2 separate regions of the Hermetia illucens genome follow, and region 2 is linked to region 1. The links are chromatin contacts, called in public Hi-C maps. All regions are on one chromosome and are shown on one strand. The core of a region is the stretch at or near the end of the contact, and the rest is flanking DNA. Distances in the headings are between cores, read along the strand shown.

Evidence for each region. Hi-C and Micro-C count contacts between places; a contact is called where the count stands out from the background.
Region 2: a Hi-C map of an unstated tissue shows a contact between it and region 1, with 6 times the contacts expected there. The contact joins the promoter of LOC119661261 here to the promoter of LOC119652874 in region 1. A contact is called at or near these places in 2 of 2 Hi-C or Micro-C datasets (an unstated tissue and whole body).

What each region holds. Positions count from the first base shown.
Region 1 is chr1:91,822,332-91,827,346 of iHerIll2.2.curated.20191125, forward strand. LOC119652874 (protein suppressor 2 of zeste) reads right to left here and starts at 2,586. Exons shown (of 6, transcript XM_038057239.1): 1 at 1,817-2,586. LOC119652882 (a long non-coding RNA gene) reads left to right here and starts at 2,981. Exons shown (of 3, transcript XR_005249611.1): 1 at 2,981-3,310; 2 at 3,377-3,460; 3 at 3,528-3,853.
Region 2 is chr1:92,011,707-92,016,721 of iHerIll2.2.curated.20191125, forward strand. It overlaps LOC119661261 (polycomb group protein Psc-like), which reads left to right and starts at 2,015. Exons shown (of 5, transcript XM_038070514.1): 1 at 2,015-2,916.

The sequences.
Region 1 (5,015 bases), core at 1,336-3,835:
CGGTTCTTTCGTTCAGTTTGTTGCTTCATGCACAGCAAAAAGTTTTCCATTTCAATGCCACTGGCTCAACATCAAATATAACCAGGACAAAGATTCAAGGTCCAAATTTATCGGTTTCACGAAGTTCCCGAGAACAGTATCGCATGAAGGATATTTCTAACTTTACCGTCAATTCGTTATAAGTAACAAATCAAATGATCTCGGGAATCCGCTTCTACCGTCCCCATCCCACACTGTTTGCTTGCGAGAACAGTTGTAACATCGTCGTTTTTCTTGTTCATATTTAAATTTAATTGCACCTCATCTTGATTTCTCATTTTTGTAGGTTTCATGGACTATGTTCCGGCTTTTCAACTGCTGAGATTTTATGTAAAGGATCTCTTATAGCAATTTTTAAATTTTACATGATCTTCGTAGTCTCAAATTTGGCATAATTTGCCACATTAAATTTCTTTCAGCCCCACCAGTTCAAGCTTTCTACCACTTATGTCCATTTCTTAAGGATAATTGATGCGTATGTTTCCTTTCTGTAATTCCATTTTGAGTAACAACCAAAGCTAGCATGAATTTTCCCAAACTTGCCTCAGTGCAATTAAGCAATTTTTCTTTTGGAAAGCTATTTTCTAGATGCGATGGCTTACTGGTTCGAGCGGTATCATAGCGGAAGATTGGAGTTCAATCTCACTAGTGATTACAATCTTGAATGAAGTGTATTAACACACTTCAAGGCTTAGATCCAATTGGACGATTATTATTATGTATTACTATTTTCTAGGTTTTTGCTAGACTCTATCAATAAGATGTTGTTACTTACCTGATGCAGTTAGTATGGACTATGTGGATACCCAACACTCCTTATATGGAGAAGTGAGCACTATACACACGTCCTACTTCAGCCAAGGTTTATTAAGTCTTAGCTGAAGCTACTCTACAACAATCACACTAACCAAAGCTAAATTCATCAACTCCCAGTCTTTCTTATTGTAATTAAATTATTACAGCTAATGAATACAATGCAAGCCCAACAATGTAAAAAATTAAAGTTTTATATTTCAGCCAGGCATTCTACTTACAATCGAGTTTAAATACAAATTAACCCAAACCTCCAATAAATTCAAATAACGCAAAAGTTGGTAGTTCTACATACAAAACTAATTCCAATCAAATCAGCACAAAATAATAAATCACAAAAAGCCATGTGAAAACTGAACAGAAAAAAAAAATAAAGCCCGAGCGTCACATGCATGCAAATGTGATGTCAATCGTGTGGCGTAGTGCGCGCGGCGCATCATAAACCGACCGGAAAATCTCGAAATCTATAATTCGCCTCTGTCGCAAAACTGGTATGTATTAGGCTGTGGCAACGACGAGGGCAACGTAGCGAAACGCACTAGCAGCCAGAAATTCCGCACTCTAACCTAATTGGATCGAGTGTAATGATGAAAGTGTGGCAAAACCTAGAATTGCAAGTCTCTCGAAAATTTTCAGACAAAAGCAACATTTGATACGTTTTAAATTTTCAGGAAAAATATTCGAAATACGGGCCGAAGTACCATTGAACCCTGTGCCTCGTAGCTAACGATGGGAGTAATAATTGAAAAAGGCGCGCAATGCCTCACACAATCAATCTAAAAGCTTTAAGTTTACCAGAGGGAGCATGGTCAGAGGGGACGACATCCAAACTTTGCTAACATCAAAAGTCAAAGCCATCTGAAGGCGCCCTCTCACCCCTTCGCCCCCCTGGCAGTGATTTTCAAGCAGAAGATAAACACCGAGCAGCATGCAACTGTTCTGTGAAAGAAACCCGGTTACTTACACATAATGGCTTGACTTTTAATCCAAATATCCAAACGGGACCGCAGTTCTTATAAAGAAGACTCCAGAATAAAGTTCAGTTCTTTTGAAACGTACTTTCACGAATACATCACAAACCACTCACACCAGCAAACGTACCCATCGGAAAAAATATCTGATTCCAAGCAATGCCCCGAACTACCCGCAGATACTGTCACGAATTGCACTCGGCTCGTTTTCGTGTATCTTTTCTAGTAGAAGGCGCGCATACCTTATTAGGCGTAGTTCCACGAACGACCACTAGAGTGCCTCGCGCTCGCAAACACTGCAACCGGCCACGACGAAATTGCGCAACATTCGCACGCACGCATACCAGTGCTCTCCTATCTACACTTGACGCCGACGGAATTCCAAAACATGTAGTCTTTCGAATGTATTTGTGGTCAGCTTACCTACACATTGCCATCCGCCGTACCACATATGAGAGGCGAGCAAGAAGAAGACACGAAAATTTTTCAAGTCGTAGCTCGTGAAATTTTCTTGTCGATTGGGTCAACGAAATTTACGATTTCATCGCAAGTGCACCAAGAAAACTCGAATTTTTATATGAAATCACGTCCACACTCACGAACTTATCGATTTTCCCGAGCACTGTTAAAATGTCGCCTCTTCTTATTAAAATCACTTAAATCTGACTTTGTATCTTATTCTCTGGGAACTGTTTCTTAAAAAACGGACCGGCGACACGCAGCCCGTCCGATCAACACGAACTCTATTCCTCGACTAACATGAAGTTGTGCAACTACATTTCCCTCAGTTTTATCGACCCCGCCTAAATAACCGCGCCTCCATGTCACGTACTCCGTGCTGATTGGCACACACCACGGTGACGTCACTCGAAGCCCGCCGAAGCCACACGAACGATGGACGACACTGTCCATTTTGTTTGTGTACCCCAACGGTAGTTGTTGTTGGACGGTGCGTTCGGTATTCGAGTGTTCGTTCGGCCGATTGGAGTGGGGCCGAGTTACCTCTCGTGCGCTATGCGCGGTAGAAAAAAAGAGAGCGTCGGTGGAATCAAGGCGCGATTTCTATACCAAACGACCCCAGCGCTCCCAGCGGGCATTGAAGTTCCGATAAGATTGTCTTTTGTTTCGTGTTTTGCGTTGGGTGTGAGAAGATCGAATTGGCAAGTTTCTGGTGTCTGAGTAAGAGGGATGGCAAACCAACCCTATTCCCGCGTTTAATAACGAGCTGTAACCCCATTCAAGGCAGATTGAAGGGCTTCGGCGAGCTACAACAACTTCCAACTTCAAACAACCTTCTTGAGACTAAATTGCGTCGCTACGTGTTCGGATTGTAGTCGGCGCTCTCCCTATTCGACATTTTTACGATTTGTTCCGTGATGCGGGGAATCTCAAAAGTTCAACGTGTTTGGCGACTTTAAGTGCGTCTCGCGCGTTTTCTTTTGGAGCGGCGCGTCTTTTTCGGCGGCTTGGCAACAACGCGTCAAGTGGTCGTAAAATTCACATTTCCCTCTTTGAATGATTCGATAGTAAAATTTTTTATTGTGTATTTTTAGACGATAATGCAGAAATTATTGGGGAGCCAGTCTGGCATTAAACGCATCGGTTAATCGAGGAAAGACGTTTCTTGGCTGCTTAAGGTTAGAATTTTGTATTTATCAAACAGGTTTACCACGAAGTTGTATCCAATAATGAAATTGTTAATAGCAGGTCCGGCTTACATGGCCATTACCCAAATACAGGATCACCGTAAATCTCCTATTGAACGCTAAAATGCTTCTGTTACATATGCCTAATTGAGCGGCTTAACCGTGGGAGTTAGCTACGGTTGATCCCTTAAATATAGCATTATATCTACCGCATTTAGTTTGGAAATAGCTTTCAAACAAATTATCACTAATCTTTTTAAAATTACAAATAGCAAGATACTGCAAATAAAGCTTTGAAGAACAACTGAAGTGAGCAACGTTTCACGCTTATAAACCCACATTGGGCGCATTACGCACAAAGTGAAGTAAGGTTGAATTATTATGAAAAACTCTTGAAGAAATAAAGAAATTAATACGAATAAAATGAAATTCATTCGATAGTTAGACGTAAACCCGTAAAGTGTATCTTTTAAAAACCTTTGGGCGTATCTGACTTATGGTGTCAATTTTGGAGCCACACGCTACAAAAAAAAACAAATGCTGCAGTGATCTGTCCTCACGCCAAAGCCCTTTGGCCTATCGAATACGGGTTGTGATTGGTTTCTGGAACGGGCGTACGTTCGTCGACAACGGTAAAGAAGGCCCCCAGAATATTCACTTTCGCAACTCGATCGAGAATTTTAACAATATAAGCTGGACACTCTGAGCCTAAGCAAAGTGAGATGGTGGAATTTTAGAGTACTCCTCTCTCTTTTGCCACACTTATGCTAATGTGCTTTTGTACTCTTGGAAGCAACGTGGTGGCAGACACGAATCCGTTGTCGGGTTGTTTATGACGGCTACTGCAATTATGATAGATTTCTTACTGCAAGATTCCAGTTATGGAAGATAAGGAGCATCGGAAATATATAGTGATATGCACTAACAGAGACTTCTGATATACTGGAGAAGGCTGCTTTCTCCGAGCAATTGATCTCAGTTCAGGAGAGGCCAAGGTAGGTTTTTTCAACATTCTATTCACATATTTGGAATGGATGGGGAAACATTTTCTTGGCGATGTCGGTGGAAGGTTTATGCATTTCTGGAGCTTTCACAGCATCGGTAGCACATTATTCGAGCACAGAGGCTGCTATAAGGTCAGTTGCGTAATGCGTCTGTAACATCACGTAGGATTAAAAAGCTGCCACCCCCTGAAATAGTTGCAATAATTCAGAAAAACATCAAGGAACACTTTGAAAGGTTCATCAGCAAACAGCAGATTGATCACATTAATATTTTACAAATCATTTTGGAATAGTGTGCGGAGCTAAGATCTTCGCTTCACCTAACCATCATTGATTTCGAGAAAGCTCTCGATACAGTAAACAGGGAATGTATTTGACATGCTCTTCACAGGCGGGGCATTGTGGAGAAACTTATAGCTATTATCAGAGCGACAGATGACGTTGAATATCATATTCTGCACCGACGTAAAATCTCGGAGGAATTTGAGGTCGAAAGCGTAGTCCGGCAGGGTTGCATCTTGCCACTGATATTATTTCTTGTT
Region 2 (5,015 bases), core at 765-3,264, 190 kb after region 1:
CTTGTCCTCCCCTTTCAGCCTCAAGGGCTTCCGCGGTACTTTCGGGTCCTGGGTAGGATTTTCACCCGATGTGTTCTCAGAAATATCCTTCCTTGGTGCACGTCCACAAATATGCTACCAGAACTTTGATTGACAAAGCAATTACGACGTTTCATTGCCTCCAGGGATTGGTCGTTTACCCTGATCGTTAGGACTTTGGCTTTGTCTTCCTCATTGCTTCTAACAACTCGCCCTAACCGCGTGTGGAGACCCATGTTTTGAGTGATGAGGAGGCGTAAAAGCTTCCCCATTTCAATCGTTGCGGCTTTGGGAAGGTAAACCGTCTCTATATGTGCCCCTGGCATATCACCTCCAACACATGTCGACAGCTCCGTTCTCTTCCATCCTGCCAGTTTGGAGGCTATAGTCCTAAGTCAGTCCGCCGTGACCTTCATCGCGCAGTCTATCAGTATAGAACCTGGTCGAAACCCCGTATTCCAATTCCGACACATTTTCATGACGATGAGGTCCTCAATTATTTCCTACTTCTCACGAGTGAGTATTTGCTTCGGAAATACTTTCGGCATTACGGCCAGTCGAATGCTCTTTACCGCGTTAGCATAGCTAACGACGGGTCTCCTGGCTCCTGCGTTCACCCTCACCGCCTCGAGATTTTCCCTCTCTTGGGCCCGAGCTTAGATCACTGCCTCCACGAACCTGTCGATATCAAAAACAACTCAGCTGTTTTGCGCGACATCGATTACTTTTGGGGCAAACGAGCCTTTCCACCGGGTGGATCCCTCTCGTGTTCTTTTCTAGTTAATGGTATTCTACTTAGGAGTTATTTAATTTGCAACCCTTAGCGAATCGTTGCGTTAAGCCCAAAGGCATTGGATAAACAAAGTGAATTCACTTCCTTAGCGGCCCCAACCGAATTCCTCCAATCGCCCTTGTTTGTACGTCGCAACGCTAAGTCTCATGTAAGCGGGAACTCGTTAATAAGCCAGACCGGCGTGAACCCGAGTTCACATAAGAAGGAAAGTGGACGAAATCGCATTGAAACGAGGAAATTTTAAGAAAAAATTCTCAGAAGCGCCCGAAAGCTCCCGGCCGCTGTGCATACATTGTCGCCTGCTGCCCAGGCAACCCAATTCGTTCGAGTGATTTCTCATCGAAGCTTTCATTTCCGAACTGTTGGAAACTTTCTTTTTGCTTTAGTTCACGCTTCTCCCCGCAACTCCTCCCGCGGCGATTCAAATGACATTTCTGGCCGTTTCTTGCACTCGCATATTTCGCGTCAGATTTGCATGCGGGGGAGAAATTGAGAAAGGCCACCCCGCGAGAAAAGCTTCCGCGCCACAGTGGAGTCGAATTCGTTGCGTGGAATTTGAGCTTTCGAACTTCGCCCTTCGTTTCGTTGGGGAGTGCGCGCTTATTTACTGCCCGTTTGGGTTTATTTGTTCTCGCGCGTTTCCTGAGGCTTTTCTGTTCTCCGTCACCGTCGCGGCGTATGTACTTGGCCGACCATTATATATGCATGACGAGTAAAAGGCACATACGCAAGTCTGCATGTTTCTTTGTGCCTTCGCTTTTATGTGCTCATTGGGCTCTTGTTTCGCCTTCCTTCCGCCCCGCTCTCGCTCCACTTTCCCCTGCCCGATCCCCCGCTCCAGAACCCACATTTGGTCTATTTATGGCAGTTAGGCAAGCGGCGAGTACATAAACGTCGTTTTTTTCGTTCGCCATCCGTCTTAGGTTGCTCGGTAAATAAAGGCGAAACGCAAACGACCGATGACGACGGCGTGCACGCTGTCAGCTGTTATGTATAGTGCCACCTATGTACTAATTCGAAGGACTATTTATCGCAGATTACCGTGTCGCCGTCTCGTGCGCGGCATTGGCCCGAGCAGGACGGGCAATTCGAAAGAAAACATTTGCCTTTGGATGGACTTGGCTGGGAATTACGGCGACTTTTATTTACCCGAGCGGCTGGTATTTGGTTCTTTGGGTTTCAGTAGAAAATTGACGTTGGCCGGGAGAGGATGTGAGTGCGTGCAGGTCTGTGCAGTTCATCTAAGCTTTGAGTTGTTATGTACTTGGTGAACAGTGGCAAGCTTGGCAGTGAGCTTTGTGTTGAGCGGTTTTCTGGCGATCAGCGGATTTCGGAAAAGTTGTATTCGCTCGCAACGGAAGGTGTTCGTGGCGTTCGTTACTCATTATATAAACCAATTAAAAGCGCATTAGCGAAGCTCAGGCGTCGTTATCGCTTCCAGGAGAGTGAAAGAGCGAACAATAGTGCTAGCCGTCCCGCTCTGGCTGATACCTGCGATCGGGTCGTTATATATCGATCTTGGCTTCGCTGTGCCTTCGCATTTGGCGGTTTTTTTTAAATTTCCTCAGTTTTCGGTACATACGCGCGCCGCGGGTAATCAGTTGTAAATAGGCCCCCTGCATATGTACATAGTGCGATAGGAGCAAGCGGCCGTCCCCGGACAGATCGCGTGGAAGCCGCTTTATTTACGAGATCAACGGACGCGGGTGCAGCTCGCAGTGAACTGTTTGATTTCACCCGTGGATTAGCAAAGTGGAAGTTGGTTGGTGAATTTATTTTTGGGTTCGGAGAATTTTTGGAATATTAGAAAGTGGCAGATGCTGCCGTAAGTGGAAAAGTGCAACGTTTGCTGCTAATCGGAGCGATCTTGAGTTTCCTGTGCGTTGGGGAAACGACTTACTGAACTATGAATTAGTGAGTTCGCCTGAAATTTTGTGGTTATTCAGTGCAAATTGGAGGGACTCCCCTGCATTCACCAGGATGTGCCCAATAATGGATAGTATTCCGAATTGTCCTTATCCCAACCACTGTGGATTAGGTTGTCGCTAGGATTTAATTCGGAGTACAAAAGCGGAACTTCCGCAGAAGGATTTACATTTCTATAGGTAAGGTCGTCTCTAATTTGATGAATTGTGCAATTTAACGATAAATCTTGAAACATTAGGAAATTGTCTTTAAGACAAAACATTGAAAATTCCCTTTCCGGGTATTTGCTTTCCTAGCTGTTCCGCGGTATGTACATTACCTACAAGAGCGTCAACGGGCATAGATGTTGCCAGCAGCAACGATAGACTGTTAGTCTCTTGTACACTATATACGTATGTATACGCTGCACGGGGTCTGTGGGTATGTATAGGGGTCACCATCCCCTTACATGTATTAAAATTTCCCCTAAGTTTATGATCTGATGGCAAAGATCATTTCCCGTAATTCTTGTTCTGAAACACAGGATTCATCGTCTATAGCTCTTTTGGGCATATATTTAGTTGTGGTGTTAGTTCATGTATACATAGCTTAGTTACAAACATGTGCATATGTTACGGTCATGTATAGGCTTTATATGCCTAGGTCCGCTTATGTTTATATAGACGGAATAAAATTTATACCCATAATACCTCATGGCTGATATTTTTTTCAGATTTTTATTTACCTAGATATGTACCGTTTACAGGTAGTCAAGGTGAAAATCCTAAAACGTGGCTCGCATTTTTGTTTTATTCAGAATTTTTTTCTTGAGCTCTAGCTTTCCAAGAAGAAGTAAACAATACAACGGACTGAATAGGGGTAAATTTTTAGGTCTCACTAATTAATTATATTTCTACAAAAATAGTATTAACATGTTCGCTAATCTGCGCAGTGTGAGCGCTACAAATATTGCATCGTAAAGTTAGGCAGATTTTCTAAGATTCAGAAAGGACATAAACGCAGATATCCCATTGAAGATAAATATTGAACCCAATGTTTGTGCCATTTCATTCTTAGAAAAATTAGTATAGATTGAATGTGTAAAATTGGCAAAAGTCACCCGCGATTGGTAGTTATAATTTTATCTGTTTCTTATTTTTCCTTTAGAGCAAGAGTGCGTAGTGATCAGAAAAGTTTTACTAAGGTATTATACTTATGCCGATTTTGCATTTTTGTTGAGCTTCTTTTATCTAATTGACCATGTCAAGTAGGTAGAACAACATACGAGGCACATTCAAAAAGTAAATGTAGGCAATTGGTGTAGATTCAACAAAAAAATACAAGATTACACATGTAGGTTATGTTTTGATGACTTTTCGAAGAAGTCTCCCGCCAGCTTCTTCACGCGTCATACGGATGATGGTGCGAATTTCTCATTTGGCCGAAGATTGGATCAACATTATTCGCAAGAGGTGATCCTGAGTAAAGAGTTTTCAACAAACTTCCCAAGATGGTGAAAACCCATCTCTTATGGCCATGAAAGTCCCAGTATAATTACTTTCTGGACATGACCCGTATTTTAATTAAAATCTATGTCACCTCTGCCTTTTGCGAGAAACATTACTTTTTCTTGAAGGAATCTGCGATAGAAAGCCTTCAATTGCTTATAGAAGTATACGGGCAGCATGCTCTATCGAAAATACAAGTTTCCGAATGGTTCCAACGTTTCAAAAGCGGTGATTTTGACATCAGTGACTAAGGGCGCCCCGGGCAGCTAGTTTGAAGATGCCAAGTTAGAGGAAGCGCTAAAAGAAAACTCGTGTCAAACTCAAGGAATTGACGGAACAACCATTTCCAAGCGTTTACATGCACTTGGAATGATCCAGAAGGAAAAATATTAGGTTCCGTCCGAAAGATGTGGAAAGACGACTTTGTATGTGTGAACAGCTGTTCGTTCGGAAACAATGAAAAGGTTTCTTGCATCGTATAGTGACTCGTGACGAAAAATGAATCTTGCGCGATAACTCTAAGCATAGAAAGTCGTCGGTAAAGCCCAGCCAACCACTCCACGGCCGAATATTCACGCATCCAAGTTCATGCTCTGCTCTGGGGTTAGCTAGGCGTAGTTTACTATGAACTGCTAAAATCGGAAGAGAAGATGTCAGCCGATCGTTATAAACTTCAATTGATTTGTTTGAGACAAGTAATAACGAAAAGATGGCTACAATTTGAGCAAAGAAATGATAAAGTTATTCTTCAACATGGCAATGCTCGGCCACAGGTTGCGAAACCGGTACGC